2 separate regions of the Mus musculus genome follow, and region 1 is linked to region 2. A link is a contact called in public HiChIP or PLAC-seq data. All regions are on one chromosome and are shown on one strand. Each heading gives the region's core, a stretch centred on a gene start, on an enhancer-like site or on the middle of the called end of the contact. The rest is flanking DNA. Distances are from core to core; before and after follow the strand shown.

The links. HiChIP or PLAC-seq counts read pairs in DNA pulled down with a chosen protein or histone mark.
Region 1: a contact with region 2 is called in an H3K27ac HiChIP or PLAC-seq map of VIP interneurons, with 2.2 times the contacts expected there. The contact joins two enhancer-like sites. A contact is called at or near these places in 2 of 39 promoter capture datasets (the C10 cell line and the HPC-7 cell line), 1 of 484 Hi-C or Micro-C datasets (the N1E-115 cell line), 4 of 115 datasets of contacts at active chromatin or transcription factors (SST interneurons, VIP interneurons, embryonic basal ganglia and 1 more) and 1 of 9 other capture datasets (embryonic stem cells).

What each region holds. Positions count from the first base shown.
Region 1 is chr5:140,100,237-140,102,936 of GRCm38.p6, reverse strand. All of the region lies in intron 15 of Mad1l1 (MAD1 mitotic arrest deficient 1-like 1), which reads left to right. Among named protein-coding and RNA genes, the nearest start is that of Gm30492, 6.1 kb to the right of the region's middle. Within about 2 kb of position 1,411, at least 16 of the 459 cell types and tissues checked have an H3K27ac peak or open chromatin away from gene starts, as enhancers often do. A contact at or near this core is called in VIP interneurons, where this site is marked.
Region 2 is chr5:139,970,838-139,973,537 of GRCm38.p6, reverse strand. It overlaps Elfn1 (leucine rich repeat and fibronectin type III, extracellular 1), which reads right to left. Exons shown (of 2, transcript NM_001384186.1): 2 at 1-2,560. The coding sequence starts at 2,295. Among named protein-coding and RNA genes, the nearest start is that of Elfn1, 64 kb to the right of the region's middle. Within about 2 kb of position 1,432, at least 2 of the 459 cell types and tissues checked have an H3K27ac peak or open chromatin away from gene starts, as enhancers often do. A contact at or near this core is called in VIP interneurons, where this site is marked.

The DNA of each region.
Region 1 (2,700 bases), core at 162-2,661, 130 kb before region 2:
CTCAACTAGTTAGGATTTTTTGTAATTAGTTCACAGCTGGTTGGCGGGGAAGCAAAACTCTGGTGACCACTTAGAGCTGGGTGTGTGGGCGTGCTTGGGGGTTCAGTGGAGGGGTCATCACAGTGGCTGAATGCAGACTTACCAAGTTGACGCACGCCATCCTTCCTGGGTTTCCTGGGTCATTGGCTGTTTGTACCATGACCTGTGTGCATTGCTAGGGTAGCTAGGGAATAGGAAACGGGTACTAAGGTGTACTTGTCTAATGGACACACGCCAACTGGCTGAATGGACGGCTGACTTATGATAGACAGCCCTGGCAGAGCTTCTGGGAGGTTAGACACTGTGGTGCAGGCCTCGAGTCTCAGCACTATAGTGGCTGTTCCGAGTTTCAGAGCCTAGGCTACATGGTGAGATCCTGTGGAAAGTATGGGGGCAGGTGTCTATAGGAAGACCTTACTTAGAGATGGGGAAACTAAGGCTGGCACAGAGGCAGATACAGGGATTGCCAGTCTCTGTCCTTAGATACCTTGTGCTTTCCCTAAAAGCAGGGACAGCTGCTTTATTACAGAGACCCCCCATGTTCCTCATAGCCTCCCATAAAGCCTCCACATAGTGCTTCTGATGAGCTAGGTCAGGACAGCTTGGTGTAGAGTCACCAAGGAGAGGCCTGCCAGGGGCTCTGCCCACCCTGCATGGTGACAAGTGAGGTTCCTCCATTTGAAACGTGGATGCCTCCTGGGTCCCACACTATAGGCTAAGGGCAGCCTCCATGGACTCGGGCCCTACTGCTTTTCCCCAGTGTTTTAACTGCAAGCGTTTTCAAGATAGAGAAGTAGAAAGAATTTTACAGTGAATGCCCACTTACCCACCACCTACATCCTGTCGGGAATGGCACACTTGTGGCTGTATGACATTCCTATCCATCCCTCTGCCATCCATTAGTTCGTTTTATTCTTTTGATGCATTTGAAACTAAATTGCAGACATCTGTATACTTCCTCTAAGCACTCGAGCATGCATGTAATTAAGCGAATTCATCTCTGGAATCTGACGCCCGGGCCCCCGCCGTCCCACAGTATCGCCTCATCATAGAGCAGAGCTCCTCCCTCCACCAGTGAGGCTGTGCCAGTGGACCCCAGTGCCAGGCCTCTGAGCTGGCACATTCCTCTCACAGTCAGGGGAGGCTAGGCTGGTGTCCATACCACCTTACAGTCCTTCTAAAGTGCTGCTCAGAACAGAGCCCAGACGGCTGCCCAGTGACATTTAAAATCAGAATATCTTTTTTGGAAATGGAGTGGGCAGAAAATTGCTGGGTTTCCTGCAAGCGGAAAGCTTTCTGAGCCTGCAGACGTCCCTGCTCCTGTCTGCGTCACAAGCAGCAGTGCGGTTAGGGTGCCCAGCCTTACTTCTTCCTGTGCCCACACCTGCCGCACATAGTTCTACAATTTCAGGATGTCACTTACCATGAGACACCCATGTCAGGCAAGACCCTAAGATAATGAAAAAAAACAAAAGAAGAAGAAGAACAACAACAACAACAGCATTGTCTGGATCCTTGAGCTCCAGGTTGTGCCAGCACAAGTCCCTTACCTGAGTGCTGAGTGACACTAAGGAGGTGGCATCAGTGCTCCCTGTGTGAAGGTCATGGATCATGGGAGACGTCAGAGCAGAGTGTTGGAGTGTCCTCTAGGAGCATCTCACACAGTCCCTGCCCACTGTGACTTCTCAGCCCAGTTCTTTCCCAAAGACCTGCACTGTCTGTGAGGCCCACAGAGCACCGCCCTTCTCTACGTCATGCAGTGGTGCCAACTGCACTGGCCAAGCCAGACACTCCTCTTGCTGCTGTCTTGAACTCACTCACTCTGCCTCACCCAGCTATGGCTAGCACTCCTGTCCTGCTTGGCGTAGCCATGGCCAGCACTCTCCTCTCTAGGTGTCCACAGAGACTGTGTTGTTGCAGCTTTTGACCCTCAATCCCTGCCCAGGTCTTCAGTGCAGCTCCCCATGGGCAATGGCCTACCCCTCTAGCAGACTTGGAGTCTTGATTACAGTCGTGGGAGTAGGGTGAACGTAGAGGCTCAGCATTGTCTACATGCCTGTTCTCCTTGCACCAGCATGTCAACTGATGTTTCTTAGTCTGGAGACCTCCTTTGTGTCCCTCTGGAACAGACCTGCTTTTGTCTTGTGTCATGCTCTATGCACTATTATGCATGGACAGTTTCTGTGTGGGAACTCCTTGTGGACCTTCGCCAGTCTTTCCTATTTTTTCCCTTCCCTTTTCTTCTTTGTAGTGTTCAGATTGTGCCCAGGGCCTTGGGTATGCTAGGTAAGTGCTCTACTGCTGACCCATGCTCCAGCCTTTACAGGGAGATTCTAGGCAGATGCTCTACCATTAAACTATATCCCCAGCCTTCTTTTTCTTTTTTATTGTGAGACAGGTTCTCACTATGTTACCCAGGTTGGCCTGAAAACCTGCTCTGTAGGCCAGGCAGGCCCTGAAGGACTTGTGATCTTCCTGTCTCAGATCCTGTGTGGCTGTGATACCAGGTCTCACCTCACACCCGACTATGCCTTAGTATTTTGCACAAAATAAGCATATGTCCCTCCTGACTCTGCCTTATACCGGGCTTGGGAGCTGGCCTTGACAGAGAGGTGCTCAGCATCTCTCCTGGCATGGCCTCCAAGCCCTGCCTTGCAGAGT
Region 2 (2,700 bases), core at 183-2,682:
GCTGGATGAATAGCTCAGGTTGTGGTACTGTGGGGACAGCTGCGAGTAGACGAGGTCTCGGGGTCGTGGCCGGGTCAGAGGCTCCAGGATGGATGCCTTGCGGCCACCCAAGCCCTCGTGAGTGGGTGGAGGTGGTGGAGGGGCAGGTGGCTCGGCAGGGTGAGAGCCGGGGTATGAGTGCCGATGCTCGCCGTACTGGCGACTCTTGTCGGCCTCCGCCCGCAGCACAGTGGCCGCGGGTGTCACAGTGAGGATGGTCTCGGGCACAGGTGAGCTTTTTTCAATGTACTTGGTCTCGGTGGCTGGGGCCTTATGTGTGCCGGTGGCCTCAGCCCGGAAGGTGCGAGGGCTGCGTGCAGAACCGCTGGATGAAGTGCTGGCCCTCGGGGGCCCGGGCGCAGCCTCCACACTGTGGTGCCGCTGCAGGCCACCATGGCCAAAGGCATCTTTGTATACAGGGGACAGGAAGCTGTGCTTGCTGGCCAGAGGCTCGGACAGCAGCACCAGCTGCGGCTCAGCCGCAGACACGGCCCCTGATTTGGCGCCCTGGAAGGAGGTGGACTCGGACTTGAGGGCGTCGATGCAGTTGTTAATGATCTGGTTGACTCTGTCCACTTCCTTGGCAATGGTGGAGATCTCCGCTACTGAGCTCTGGGGTTCACCTGGCCGGCTCAGCTCACAGCCTCTGCGCTCCTGCGGCTCCCCCGTGCGCACTTCAATGTAGTTCCCCTTGGTGGCCTTGGGGGTCTCGCTGCTCTCCACCAGCTTATACTGCTCCACGTCACTGGTGGCGGCTGGCAGGTAGGGTATTCGAGTCACAGCCTCAGGGCCAAGCAGCGGACCCTGGGTCAGGGGAGCCAGGCCAGGCGCCTCAATCTCAGGACCATACTTAAGCTCGATGATGGTTTTTTTCAAGCTGCCAGCTGCCGCTGCCACAGCCTTCTTGTGTTTCTCCTCTTGTCGCCTCCGCTTGCGCAGGCAGTAATAGACAGCGCCCAGAACCAGTACCATACCAAAGAGGCAGCCCAGGATGGTCATGATGTAGTGGGTGGCTGTGGAGGGGCTGGGCACGGGGCCCGGTGGGCTGGGCGGCTTGGGCAGGCAGATGGTAAGGCAGGTGTGGTTATGATGGGTGCCGGAGCTGGTAGAGACCACGCAGTATGTGTAGTTGGTGAGTGTGTAAAGATTGGTGAGGCGGATCTCCTCCTGAGGCTGGGTCAGCTTGGACACGGTGAACGATTTGCTGTTATTGTACTGCTCCAGCGTGTACATGCGGTTGAACGGGCTCGGCAGCTGCACCATGATGGTGGCCGAATTTTGGGTCAGCTGCTTGACCTTCATGGAGGGACGGGCCTCTGTCTGAGGGACCAGCGTAGTCAGGATCACCAGCGGCGTGGTGCCATCTCCGGAGAAGCACTCGTCATCAGCGCAGGGCATGTCACTAGGCTCTGGTGGAGGCGGAGGTGGCGAATGTCCCGGCTGTGACCGGCCTGGCACCGGACGGGGTGGGCCAAGCACCTCAGCAGTGTAGGAGCCCTCTGTGCACACAGACTGAAGCTTGCTAAGGATGCTACGTTGGTGGCCGTGGCGGCCCTGGCCCAGGAGGAAGTAGCCTGCGTAGACAGGAGGAGACTCACACTGCACCCGGTCATGGGTCTGTGTGGCGTTGGTGAAGGCAGCCAGCCAGCGCAGGAAACCCAGCAGCTCACAGGAGCAGTAGAAAGGGTTGCTGTAGATCTCACACACCGAGAGCTTGGTCAGGCCTGCGAAGGTGCCGCTGCCCAGCTGCTGGATGCGATTCATGGAGAGATCTATGTTGACGATGTTGGGACACTCCCAGAAGGCGCTGGCCATCACCACCTCGATGAGGTTGGCCTGTAGGTACAGGTACTCGAGCTTGCTCAGGCCCCGCAGCATGCCCTCCGTGAGGTTGCGCAGCCGGTTGTAGCCCAGCTGCAGCACCTGGAGGTTGAACTGGCCGGAGAAGGCCCCGTCCTCGATGTAGCCGATCTCGTTCTTGGTGAGGTTGAGGTATGTGAGGTTTCCGAAGCGGCTCAGGGAGGCGTACTGCACGCTGCGGATACGGTTCTCGTTAAGCCGCAGGTCCACGATGGTGTTGTTGATCTGTTGGGGGATGGCCTCATAGGGTGGCTGGTTCTGGCTGCAGATGGCCAACCACACGAAGCCTTTGTCACCCTCAATCAGCCAGCAGTCACCTTGGGCCAGCCCACCCGCGTGCAGTAACGTGGCGGCTGCCACAAGTACCCACGCTGTACCCCACCCGTGCCCAGCCATCTCGGGACACTGCCTGTGGGGATGGGGGGAGGGCTGGGCAGTGGGCCCCCCCAGGGGACTTAGGGGTGGGATGGATCACTGCCTGCACTGTCAGAGATGTCCTGTCCCAAGCTGCATGACGCAGGTGTCGGGAGGGAGAATGGCTCCCTCACTGCCCGCCGCCCTTTGTCGTCCTCCCCGGTCCCAAGGTGGCCACAGCCTGTTTTCCCATGGGCCTGTGTATCCTGGTGGCTTCGCCCGGTTCCTCTGCCTGAAGTACTCTCTGCTGCAAGAGAAAAGAGAAGAGAGTAAGTCACAGAAAAAAACCACATCCAAAGTCACTGGGTGACTGACTGAAGAATTCCGCTGAGCCACCCACCACTGTCTGCTGTGAAACAGAAACCATCATGCTTGTCCCAGATCATC